Regions from separate parts of the Felis catus genome. Here region 1 is linked to region 2. The links are chromatin contacts, called in public Hi-C maps. All regions are on one chromosome and are shown on one strand. Each heading gives the region's core, a stretch centred on a gene start, on an enhancer-like site or on the middle of the called end of the contact. The rest is flanking DNA. Distances are from core to core; before and after follow the strand shown.

Region 1 (6,365 bases), core at 1,674-4,173, 54 kb before region 2:
AACACGTGCGGAGCCTCTGCGAAACGTGAGGTGGGGGGAAACTGCCAAGTAGCAAGCACAGCGAGGGTGAAAATGGGGACCTGCCTGATCTGAGGTCCAGCCCAATCAGGGGGACAGGAGACAAAGTCTCCCCCAAACGGGAAGGAGAAGACTCCATGCAGAGGAAACAGCTTGTGCTGTCCCAGGGTGCAGACCCACCTAAGGCTTCCTGCCCACAGAACTAGACCTTTCCCAGGACAGAGACTGGGTCAGAACTCTGCCGGACTCTGCCCCAAATGTGTCCGATGACCTTGGTATGACCCTGCCTTGGTTTCCCTACCAGGGCCCCGAGGGGCTCAGATTGAGTGATGTCCAAGGGCTACTCCTCCCTCAGCAGTGCTCCTTCCCCACTTGTGGCCCCTAGAGGGAGGGGGGTGGGCGGGTCTGAACCTGGGGTCTGTGAGGAGAAAGGAAGGGCAGAAAGGGGGGGTGCTCCCCTGGGCGGGCCTAGACCCACAACTGGGAAAACAGGTTTGCCAGCTGATGTCAGCTCTCTGCTGAGGGGAGGGGCACGGGAGAACCTTCTGACTGGGTGGCTGGCCAACTGAGGGGTCTCTTAACACAGCACCCTCTATCAGTCTTACCTTATCTTACCCCTCCCCCAAGTGCGCACACACACACACACACACACACACACACACACACACACACACAATAGGTCCCCAGCAGGGCTCAAAGTAGCACAGCCACCACTCCCTGGGAGCCCAGCATGGAGGGGTGGGGACCTGTTCCGAGAGCAGGAGCAGGACCATGTGGGCAGGAAGGCAGCACTGGGAGGTTGGCCGAAGCTTCCGGTTCATACTCACATCCTGGATTTGTTTGCTCGGCCCTAGGCCACCCCCTGACTGCCCAGGCTTCTGGGGCTACAACCAGCCAGCCCGTGCCCCAGACCTGCCCTGATGAAGTGAGGAGCTGGAAGGGAGAGGGGACTCAGCACAGATGAGTGCTAACCCCCCCCCCCCACCGAGGGAATAGGGGGGCTGACCATTTGCAGAACTCAACTAGAAGGGTAGGCAACCACGCTATGCTGGAGGTACAGTCCTGGAAGACAGTACCAAGGTAACCTGAAGACCCACCATTAACGTCCCTCAGACTCATTATCTGGTTCAAGTGCCCCCTCCCCCCGCCCCGCCTTCATCTGGTCACCGCGGGGAAGAAACTGAGGACCAAGAACTTGCCCACAGCCACATGGGCAATCAGACGCATGGGGGCCAGGGGCAGATTTCCTTCTGAATCTTTTCCCTTCCCAAAGACCAACCCTTGGAGATGTCAACAGAGAGACCTGGATAAGGGAACCCAAGGAAGCAGGAACTTTCTCTGGCTCAGACAAGCCACACTGGCTACTTCTCTTCGGAGTCTAAGCTACCCTGAGATCAAGGGTATGCCAAATTTACAGATAGAGACTCAGAGGTGTAAAGAGCTTGCCCTGGGTCACACACGCTGCCTCCTGCCAGGGGCCTGGACCTCTCACCACCTAAGGGGACTCCATAAACTGTGGCACTTATGGCCTGTATTCTAGGTCCCTAGGGCCCCCCAGATCCAGCCTGCAGTCCTAGGAGACAGTCAGCCAGCCTCTTCACAGAGGGCCAGCTGATCTGGTCATGAACTTCCCCCTAGTGACGAGATCAGGGGCACACAATAGCCCATTGTGCCCAGGGCACACCTGAGCCAGCAGCATGATGCCAGGCAGGTGTAGGGAGGGAGGCTGATGCTAGGTGAAGAGGAGGGGGGCATTACCCTGGAATCCCTCCCTGCTGTGAAAGCAGAAGGAAAGTGGGAGCCTATGTGTGTGAGACACAGACTTTGGGGGACACCAGATTTTCAGCTCTGACAGGACACCTGGGTCAGAGTCACTCCCTTCACCTTCAGAGGCCACTTGAGGTAGTCTCCGAGACAGGACAGGGAACTCAGGAGGGGAGGGCCTCCCTCCATCCCTTTCAAACATCCCTCCTAGCTCACCTCCCCTACCCCCTCCTTCTGCATCCAAGGCAAATCTTTCCTTCTGGCTGGACCCCCAGGAGGTAGGGGCCTCCTCGGTCAGGGTCAGGGAGGAGCTCATCACTGCTGGTGCCCTGGTGGGGAGCAGTCTGAGTTGACTCAAATCAGGTCAAAGCAGGACCCTACCTTTCCACCTCGCCTGCTGGCACCCAGAGTCCACTCCGACCCATTGACCACGACCACCCAATGGGGCCTCGCCCACAGGAGGGGCAAGCCCAAATGCAGACTAAGGCTTCCTGCCTCTCCCAACCCTCCCAGTCTCTCGTTTATTTTCCGGGCCTCAGTTTCACCATCTGTAAAAGGGGGGAAGGGTCCAGCCGTCTGTATCTGGGTCCCTCTCCTCATCAGGCACGACCGAGGCTGCGCGGTACCCAACCAGAGGCTCTGTTGAGGTGCACGCCCGCGAGGGTCATCCCCCAGGTATAAGTGCCGGAGGCACCGGCGGGCCGGGGGCGGCGCACACGTGTGTGCGGAGCCCAAGTCCGCCCGGCGCGCGCTCATCTACACGGCCCCAGGGACGCGGGGCGCAGGTGCAGCAGGCGCGGGGCTCGCGGAGCTGGGGGCACAGCGGGACCGCGTGGGGCGGGCTCACCTGAGCATAGTAGAGCAGCCACAGCTCGTACAGCCGCTCCGAGGCGGCCATGGCCCGGCCCGGCTCCGGCCCTGCTGCGCGCCACCTGCCGCCGCCGCCTCCTCCGCGCCGCCCGCCGGTTGCCCTCGGCCAGGCCCATGGGCGGAGGGCGTCACTCCGGGGCGGAGCGGCGCGGTACTACTCGGGGAAGTAGTACTGGCCCCCGCCGCGCCGAGCCACCTAAGTCTGCACGCTCCTCCTCCTCGCGGCCGGCCGCCGCCCGGCTTCCTGCACTTAGCTGCCGCTACCGCCGCCCCGCCTCTCCCGGGACCGTGCAAAGGGCGGGGAGCCCGGAGGGAGGAGGAGCTTGAGGTCAGGGCGGCCCCGGAGGGCGCCCCGCAGCCCAGCTCGCAGCCGCAGCCGCAGCCATCCCCTAACAGTGCCTTGAAAAGGGCCAATCTGAGTCTCCCTGACGAGGGCCGGGGTCAGGTTTTCCAGACTCGCCCTTAGTCTAGATCCACCCCCGGAGCAGCCCGCTTGGCTGGAATTGCCACCTTTTGTGCAAGGAAACAGGGTCTGGCGCGGGGGGGGGGGGGGGGGGGGGACTGCGGGATGCGTTCAGATGGCCAGATTCCGTCAACAAATAATGGTAACAACAGCCACGATGACACTTGTGGAGTTTACCACGTGCCTGGTGCTGTTCTAAGCACTTTCATGGGGGAGACCAAATATGCAATGTTTTTGCTTCTACTGTTTGCGGAGCAGGATGGGGGAAATCAGAGCGCAAGCAGCAGGGCATTCCCAAAATACCTCCGGAGAAGCAGTGCCCTCCACCTGTCCCGCAGATCCCTGGAAGATTTAGGCAGTCCTCACGGATCCCCTCTTCAAAGGATCCTCCTAGATATTCCAGTGGAGGCATCCTCCACTCCAGGGCTCAGTACTTGGCGTCACATCTTTTGTTTTCTTTAATCTCAAGAGGTTGAAGGCAGGAGGATGTCTCATGCCTCTGTTTTACAGATGGAGAAATTGAGGCCCAGATAAGCCAAATGAGAATCACTTGGGTAGCCAGGGACAGCGTGGACAGGGATGGAGGCCTGACTGACTCTTTGCTGGGCCATTGCCACCATCACCACTGGACCCCTCTCTCCTCCCCAAACCAGCCTGCCCTGGAGGTGAGGGGTCCCCTGGTGTTGGGCAGGGGTCAGGCCCTGTGTTGGAGTTGGGAAGTTTGTGAGGCTCAGAAAGGTACTATCAGCTAGAGGAACTCGAGGAGTCTGGAGTCCCCTAGACCTTGAGTGGCCAAGAGAAGACGGACTGTCTGCAGGTCCCATCCTTTTCTGTCCTCCTGGCTTCTTAGGCAGCCTTTCCACTCTGGCTTTTTTTCCTGCTCTGTCCATCCTACCTCTGAGGTGACATTTCCTGAGCACTCACTACCTGTGAATGAGGTTCTGTCAGGTCACCCCTCCTGATGCAGGGGAACAAGGCACCAAAAGGCTAGTGAGGTCAAGGGTTGTTTTGGAGGGACTGAACAAAGGTCTTGTGGCACAGGAGCCTTTGAGGGGAACTGGGAGGAGTGGGCATTCACCTGCTACCAGCCTGGGAAGGGAGGCCCCAAGCAGGAAACAGCTTTGCTGAGACAAGTCGTGGTATGTGTTGGCGGGGTGGGGGTGGGGGGGGCATGGCCTCTGTGTGGCTTTTGGGACCTTGACATCCTATCAGAAGATCTTGACTTCAGAGGCACCTGTGTGGCTCAGTCGGTTAAGTGCCCAACTTTGGCTCAGGTCATGATCTTACAGTTCATGGGTTTGAGCCCTGCATCAGGCTCTGTGCTGGCAGCTCCGAGGCTGGAGCCTGCTTTGGATTCTGTGTCTCCCTCTCTCTCAGCCCCGCCCCTGCTTGTCCTCAGATTCTCCCTCAAAAATGAATAAACGTTAAAAAAAAAAAAAAGGGTCTTGACTTCAGCCAAAGTGGTCTCCTGGTTGTCTGGGCATTCTGGTTAATGCAGGAAAGACCCTGGCGGCTCCTGCTGGGGAGCAATGCACCTCTTGGCCACTTGTAGTCAAGGCCAAACCAACTCTCAGCTTAGTTCTCAGGAACTAAGCTCAGGAGGTTCCTGGGGCCCACTGGGCCAGGTTGGGTAGTCTGACCCTGAGTACTTTGCTGCTTCAGGGTGCTTGGAGGTGGGAGGGGATCATCCTTGAGGCCGAGGAAATGGCCACTGCGCAGGAGCTGAGAGTCCTGAGAGTAGTAGACACAGAAGCGCATGAACAAGTGCATCGGGAGCCACTTGATAGCAGCAGAGGAAGGAAGAGGCAGATCTCTTATTAAACTAGGATGGGAGTGGAGAGTCAGGGAAGACTTCTTTGAAGGTATTCGGGCCTTGAAGAATCAGGACAAGTGGATACGGAGGGTCAGCACATTCCAAGTGGCCGATACGAGCGCGCTGGGGTTTGCGCATGCTTAGGCAAAAGCCATGCGATCGACGCGCTCTATCCTCCTTCACTCAGGTCTGATTCCACTTGCTACTTTCTCACTGATTGGCATTGGACGAATCGAGCCTTACAACCTTTCTCTTTGCCGTGCCCTCCCCCAACAGGCGAAGCGAGTCGCGGGGAAAGATAGGGCGGGCCCTCCTATAGCAACTCGGTATTGATTGGCTTTCGAGACTTCCTGTTCTCCCATTCCCGTCCCTGGATTGGCCACCAGAGGTTCATCTACTCCCTGGGCCTGCGCATTGCGGGACGAGGGAAGCGGCGGGCGGGTAACATGGCCGCTACTGCGGCTGGTGTGGGCCGGCTAGAGGAAGAGGCGTTGCGGCGAAAGGAACGGCTGAAAGCCCTACGGGAAAAAACCGGGCGCAAGGTGAGGAATGCGGAGTGAGGGCCGTGGATGAGGTAGTCAGCGTTGGGATCCAGAACAGGGACGAGAGGACAGGAAAGTAAGAAAAGGCAGCTGCTAAGGACGCGCATGCGCGCCCGTCTGGAGCATGCGCGAGGAGTCGTAGCCCGCCTACCAAGTCTGTGCGCACAAACTGCCTGGGACTCTTGGCGCTGATGCTGTGGTCGCGCATGCGCGGGGGTGGGGCGGGCAGTGGTGAGCGCGCTACGGTCTTCACTACTGTCTGGTGTTTCCCGCGTGGGTCTCCTGGGCAACTTCTAAGTTGGAGATGCTCGTTGGATTAGGTGTGATTTTTTTTTTCGCGTATGAGCGCCCTGAATCATCCGTTTCCCCACGACCCAGCCGGCCTTCCATCTCTGGTGAAATTCACTGAATTTGGCAGACGCCTGCCCACCAGTGCGCCTTGGGCACGGCAGTACGAGACTGTGCTCTGGGCGTTGAGCTGGAGTCGATGAGTACAAAGTCTAAAAAGAAAACCCCAATTTCTTGGTCATGGTGCACCTCAGGGAAAGGGGAGAACACTTCCCAGGCTACTTCTCTGGGGATGGATCTCCTAGTCCTATTAGTGGCCAAACTTGGAAGCCTCTTCTTTGCTTTTGTTTGACACCAAAATAGTCCGATTACATTTCCACTTTCTTGATCTTTCTGAGTAATCAGGAGGAAGGAGAACTCTGAAGTTCATTACCTGTGCGAAGTTCATAACCCTGTCCCTGTCACTTGGGGTCGTGGGACTCAGGACAAATGGCTTCATCTCCTTGATCCTGTTTCTTTTTAATTTTGTTTGTTTGTTTATTTATTTATTTATTTATTTTAAAATTTTTTTTTTCAACGTTTATTTATTTTTGGGACAGAGAGAGAC
Region 2 (6,608 bases), core at 302-2,801:
CACGTGCTTCGCTCCATCTCTGCTTGTCATCTCCTCTCATAGGGAACTCAGGCTGCGGAACTATGTCCCAGAGGACGAGGACCTGAAGAGGAGGAGGGTGCCCCAGGCCAAGCCAGTCGCCGGTAGGTGGGCCGCAGCTTTCCACCTCCAAGGCGCCGTCAGCCGCCTCCACGTTGTCAGGTGTCGTCCTCTCTTGGAGGGTAACTGGCAGTGCCAGGCCTGGAAGTTGGGCCTCCAGGACCCCTGGCAACGTCTCACAGCCATCCAGAAGTGGTCAGTGCTGAGTGACAGCAGAGAGGTGGTCAGGGCACGGCTGGAGGGCCTTCCGGGGACCTGCGAGAGAAGAGGCCCCATTCCCCTAAAGGACCTCTCTGGGCTGAGACGTGGAAGGGGCAACAGGGGCAGGGGCATAGGTGGGGATGGATCCTGGCGGCACTTGGGGGTCAGAGTGAGAGACCCTGGAGAAGAGCTGACCACTCAGGTGCTCAGAGAGCAGCGGGCGGGCAGGTGCCCGCCGGCTGCGAGGCGTGGCAGTGCCAGAGCGCAGAGGATGGAGAAGGTGTCCCTGACGGCAGGTGTCCCTGTGTGAGCGGCCTGGCCGTGGGGCTGCCCGGTCTCGTGGCGTGGGGAGCAGCACAGCAGCCGGGAGCTTCTGGAGATGCTCCACACTGGAGATGCAGAACACTTACCACGTAGACCCCTGGCCCTGTTTTTATCCTTCGTTTCTGTTACCAGTTTCTAATTATACAAATTATAAATGAATAAGTACATTTATCTTGAAGACAGCAAATTGTTGCCCATTCAGCCACCCCCGCCCCACCCTCGTCTACTTCCCCAGTTGTTCACCTCAAGATTCGTGTGCTTCTTAGGTGGTTCGCTTCGTGGTTTGGGCCCCCATGGTGGGGGCAGTAGGCGGGACCGGGGAGAGGGGCGGGGAGTGGTCCCGTCCTGCGGCTTCAGCATCTGTGGCTGGAGGCAGGTGAGGCAACATGTGGCCACAGTGACGGGGAGTGGTGGGGGGGGGGGGGGTGGCGGTGGGGGTGGTTGGAGGAAGCGTCCGGAGCCCAGACTTGTTAGTGCGCCTGGGTCTAGGCAGGCTCTCCTGCTCTCCCCACCCAGGGTTAGGGTTAGGGTTAGGGTTAGGGTTAGGGTTAGGGTGCCGTCAGCCGCTGGGCATAGCTGGGAGGCGCGTGAGGTCAGGGCTCCCCAAGGTGGGGAGCATGTATCCTTGCGAGCACATATCCAAGTGGGATGGGAAGAAAAGCCACCTGTGCCCCAGCTAGTCCAGGGCCCAGAGGATGTCCTCAGAGCCCAGGAGCCCCTGGAGATTGTGGGAAAGCCAGTCCTCACAGCTCTTCGCAGAACCATCCTGTGGATATACCAAGGCAGCTCTCTCATTTCCCAGCTGGGGAGAAGGGCCGAGAATACTGGCCATGCTTCCCTGCTGGAGGTCTGGGCTCTGTCTACTCTAGCCGTCTGCCTCCTGCCGGCCCTCCTTCGCCCCAGGTTGGCTGTCATCCGGGGAAACCCAGGCCTGCCTCCACGGCTGCCTTTGCAGAGTCTTCGCCTCTGGAGGTTGGGTGCCCCGGGAGAGGTGGGGGTGAGAGAGCCCAGGGTCTCGGGGGGAGCCCGTTCCGCACCCTCCCCCTCTCCCGTGCGGGGTGCCGGGTGTGCCTCGTGGGCCTCAGGGAGAGTGGCGGCCCCTTTCCGAAGGCCTGTGTTGTTGTCTTGCACCCTCTAGTGGAAGAGAAGGTGAAGGAGCAGCTGGAGGCCGCCAAACCAGAGCCCGTCATCGAGGAAGTGGTGAGTGGCCCCCGTCGTGGGCCCTTTTCTCCTCCCCCACGGCTCTCCTCCCTCCTACTTCCCTCTTCCTCCTCTCCACTTCTACATTCCCTTCCACCCCCTTTTCCCACACCCCTCCTTTCTCCCTCCCTTTCTCCCACTTTCTGCCTCAGTCCCCTGTCTGCCCACGTGCCCTGGAGCAGGGGCCCTCCGGTCCTGACACGTGTCTCTTCCTCCCCAGGACCTGGCCAACCTCGCGCCCCGGAAGCCTGACTGGTGAGTGCCGCCGCTGCAGGACTCGCGCGGACCCACCGGCCGCTCTGGGTGCCAGACACGGCCCTCGGGCTGGGCCTCTCCCACCTCACAGCAGGGAGACGGACAGTGTGGACACTTGCTGTCCAAAGAACGTGCTGACAGGACAGAAGTGGAGAATGAGAGGGTGGCCATGGGGGTGACACCTGGAGGGCGGGGGAGGGGCTCCGGGAGGGTGAGGAGCAGCAGTCCCTTGAAGAAGTCCCTGTTGCAAGGGTGGGGGTCCGGCCACCTCAGAGAGCTCCATTTGAGCAAGGCCGGCCTTGGCCCTCAAGGAGCCACAGGATGGAGGCGAGAGGATGGGGAGGGCAGGTATAGATTGATGCCCAGTTCTGCTGCCACTGGCCTGTTGTGCTTTGTCCTCAGTTTCCTCTTCTGTGAAATGGGGCTGCTCATCCTTTCCCGATGCCCCTGTGACCAGGCTGATACAGAGTGGGGGAGAGAGGGGCCATGTGGCCTGGGGCTTGTGTTCTGCTTGACCTTGGGCCAGAGGTGCAGGCCACATCCCTCACCAGCGATTCTGTGACAAGTACAGCACCACCGAAGGTGTTCTCATTTGTCGAAACAGAAGCACGGGGCATGTGTCCTCCGAATCCCTGGGCAGGGAGAATAGGCTGTGTGTGCACTTCTGGAAGCTCCTGGTGGTGAGGGTGAGCACACGGCTAGAGGAGGAGCAGGACCCACAGTGGGCTAGGGCAGGTCACTCCCTGATGGTGACCGAGGGGACCAGGCTGAGAGGGACCCTGAGATAACACCCACCCTCGCACACCTTGACTCGGTCCCGTGTTTGGTGGGTCTGCGCCATCAGTCGCTGCCTCAGCGGGACACGGAAGGGTGACTGCTGCTGGGTTTTGGAGGGTGCAGAAAGGGAGAGAGGAGCTTCCTGGCCTCCTCCCCAGGGTGGTCTCCTCCCCGCGGTGGTCTCCTCAGGCAGCTGAGTGTGATTCCTAATGCCAGAGGGGCTTTGGGAGGGGAGGGTCCCAAGGCCACACCAAGCCAGTCTTCAACTTCGGCCTCCTCACACCTGCCTGCTCCAGGGACCTCAAGAGAGACGTAGCCAAGAAACTAGAGAAGCTAGAAAAACGGACCCAGAGGGCCATTGCCGAGCTGATCCGTAAGTGCAGGGCCTGGCGAGGCGGGATCCCTGCCCTCTGGGTGGTGGCCCAAGCACAGGGCCCCTCCCCACTCCTCTGTCTGTCCCTCATCCAGGTGAGAGGCTGAAAGGCCAAGAGGACAGCCTGGCCTCTGCAGTGGACGCCACCACCGAGCAAGAGGCCTGTGACTCTGACTGAGGCACGCCATGTCCCCTTGCCCCTGTCAGGCCTGTCCTGTGGGTGGGTGGTCTCGGGCAAGGGTGGGGCTGGGCTTGCTGTTACCTCCAGAGCCAAACCGCCCCATCAGCCTGAAACCCCCGCCGTGGGGTGAGGTCAGCTCCTTGTCTCCTGAGTGGTCCCCGTCACCCCGACAGGGGCAGAGCTGACAGCAACCCTGTGGGCTTGCTGTGTCTGTACATATGTATGTATTTTGAACTTTCTTTTATCTCTAGAAATAGAAACAAGCAGACCTGTATGTGCGCCAGAAACCTGTCAATATTTTCTGAGTCCTGGGGCGCTGTGGGTTTGGGCCCCAAGGCAAAGCAGAGGTGAAGCTTAGTATGAGTAAGTGCTGTGTTGGGCTGGGCATGTTGAGGCTGGAGGGGTGCAAAAGGCCCAGGCCTGACCTTCTGAGTCCAGAAGGTAGTCGTGTCAAAACCCACAGGTGACAGAGACCGAGTCTGAGAGAAACCTCGCGGGCCTGGGCCTCGCAGCAGTCTGTGGGACAGCGTGGAGGGGCTCCCACCCTGGTCCTCTGTGGACTCCCTCACAGTGTGAGAGAGGCTAGGGGTGTGGAGGGGGTGCACTGTGCCTGGCAAGGCTCCATTCTGGGCCGCTCCAGATTCCAGGCCCCTGGTGCTGTTCTCTCTCACCCTGCACAACCCCAAGCAGCCCTTCTCCCCACAACACAGTTGGAGCTAGACTGTGGCTTCTCTGGGACAGGGCCCCTGTATTGGGGAGGGTGGCTCATATAGACTAGGGTATCATAGCTTTGGTTTTGAGTGTGGTCATGGACCCTGGGTCCCCAGGGTCCTGGCATTAGGACCGTGAGCCTTCTCTGGAGCTGACTCTCCAGAGTGACTGGCTGGCCACAACTCCCGAGTCCAAGTACCTGTGGCCAGCTAGAATTTCATGACCAGAATGATTACACTCTTGAGTCTCCTTCAGGGTTTCCCCTTGAGCCTCCCACCCCCGCCCTGTGTCATTCCAGGGTGTCATCCCCTCTGTGCTCAGTCGGAGGAACACATGGCCTGGCTCTGGCAGACAGTGCCGAGGACCCAGGTCATAGTGGTGGAGTGAGTGTGTGCACACAGAGACCGGCATGCTCATACAAAAAAGTAAATGCTTTCAGCTAAAAGTACGCAACTACCCGAGGAAGGTAATTTGTGCAGAAAGGGAGCAGAAACTTGCAGGGATGATAGGGCTAAAGTGGCAGGTGGCTGGCTGAGCAGTGGGCAACCCAGCACTCTGGTTCCCACACCAGTGGGGGTTAGACATGCCCACAGGTGTCAGGTCTAAAGCCACACTCCTTCTGCAAAGCAGCGTCTGGAGCTGTGCTTCCCTTCCTGGGAATAAAGGATAAGAAGGTGTCCCTGGCCCAGGACTGCTGTAGGAAGTGGGGTGCTCGTCCGTGACAGTGTGAGACTCACACGTGGTGACTGGCGGCTAGCTTTCCACCAGGACTAGAGTGTGGCCAGCCCCACAGAACAAGAGCCCCGAGTGCTGATGAGAAGTTTCCTTCTGCATTTACAGCTCTCTATGCCTATAGAAAACTGCCAGGCAGAGAGAGAGAGGAGAACAAAAACCATCACACACGATGGGCACTTAGACTCACATTACAAAATATGTGAGAAAATCCCAACACCTTGAAGAATGGCTACCATCCCAACATGTGGAAGAATTTACACCCAAGGAAGCTGAAACAGTTACATCCTAACAGGCTTTTAAAATGAGTGTTTGTTTTATTACCACAGAGATAAAAGAGGGACTGAGCCCCATGTCTCAGGAACAGGGATTAGGCATGAGGAAGATCTGTTTAGAAATCTTGGAAACAAAGAATGTTTATGAAAATAAGCAGCGCGCGCGCGCACACACACACACACACACACACACACACACTCAGCAACTCACTGGAGGAACTAATAATAACAAAGAAGGAATTGATAAATTGGAAGGGAAAGCTGAAGCTCTAAAAGGTGGCAGAGAGAGAGAAAGAAGAGGGAGAGGGCGGGTTGAGAACCTTGACGTACTGCTCGATGGCCTTTAGTGGACAGGAGATGGAGAAAAGAAACCTGGAGACAGAAGGTACTTGAAGAAGGAATGGCTGACCACGTCTGTTTCTGGCATCACAGTAGAATAGTTGCCTGAAGTGATCCTCCCTTTGCAAACAGCTAAAAACACTAGGTAAATAAGTCATTACAACAAATACTTTTTAAATGCATCACTGATCTGGCAAGAAAGTCAGGAACACTCAAGCAAGTAGGTAAGAGAAGCAGCAGAATGCTGAAGCCTGACCTTTGCCTTGAAGATATGTAACAAACCAGCTGAAACCAGTCTTGGTTTTTGGGGTCCTTGGTGCCTGGGGCTAAGATAACGCAATGCTGTGCATAAATGAGGGGCCTGGTAGGAGAGCCCTCCAGAAAGCTGGGGCCCCCAAGGGCAGCTCCCTCTGTGAACGAATAATAAATCTGCTGTCTTGGCATCCCAAAGGAAAACTGAACCTTGCCGCTGACTGAACTGAAAAAAGGTCTCCCTTGAGAACTGAGCTGGCCCTCGTGTGGGTTTGCTCATGAGAAACCTCCAGCCAAGAATATAAATGGCTCCAGAATGTGGTGGTCTCAGATGCTTGGTAGAAATGCAAATCCTACCTGAATGAACCTTGATTCATTGCAGTCCTTAACGAACGCCTGTTGATAAAGTTCAGGAAAAGTGAGCAGCTTCTGGAAAAGGTCACCCACCAAATCTACTAGGCAACAAGGCACAAGAAGCAAAGGACATGGGCAGGGATGTGGTAGAATCAGACTTGCAAAGGATTCATACATTAGAATGACCAGGTAGATGATTTAAATGTTTAAAAATGATGCAAGAATTAAAAGACAGGCTTGAAAATAGGAACTGATTTGCCAAAAACCAAAGTGATGTTCTGGAAATAAAAATTATTATAGCAGTTAAAAGCCCTGCATCTGTGAATTAGAACTAAAGAAGCGGTTCATGTACAGGAAGCTAGGCCTGAAGAGGTCTTCCAGAATGTAGCAGGATAAACAGATTGATAAAACCTAAAACAAGAAGCTAAGAGAGATGGAGGACAGAGTAGGAAGAGCCGACATGATGTGTGATCGGAGTCCCAGGAGAGGAAAAAAATACAAAAATGGAGTGGAGGAAACACTTTTTTTAAATGACTGTGAACTTTTCAAAATCACC

What was found. Hi-C and Micro-C count contacts between places; a contact is called where the count stands out from the background.
Region 1: a contact with region 2 is called in a Hi-C map of skin fibroblasts, with 3 times the contacts expected there. The contact joins the promoter of NBEAL2 here to the enhancer-like site in region 2. A contact is called at or near these places in 2 of 3 Hi-C or Micro-C datasets (fibroblasts and skin fibroblasts).

The regions. Positions count from the first base shown.
Region 1 is chrA2:16,487,523-16,493,887 of F.catus_Fca126_mat1.0, reverse strand. It overlaps NBEAL2 (neurobeachin-like protein 2), which reads right to left and starts at 2,923. Exons shown (of 55, transcript XM_023248199.2): 1 at 2,630-2,923. The coding sequence starts at 2,680. CCDC12 (coiled-coil domain-containing protein 12) reads left to right here and starts at 5,318. Exons shown (of 7, transcript XM_006928690.4): 1 at 5,318-5,470. The coding sequence starts at 5,375.
Region 2 is chrA2:16,431,459-16,438,066 of F.catus_Fca126_mat1.0, reverse strand. CCDC12 (coiled-coil domain-containing protein 12) reads left to right here. Exons shown (of 7, transcript XM_006928690.4): 3 at 43-122; 4 at 1,742-1,803; 5 at 2,024-2,058; 6 at 3,132-3,208; 7 at 3,304-3,663. The coding sequence ends at 3,386. Among named protein-coding and RNA genes, the nearest start is that of PTH1R, 42 kb to the right of the region's middle. Within about 2 kb of position 1,551, at least 3 of the 10 cell types and tissues checked have an H3K27ac peak or open chromatin away from gene starts, as enhancers often do.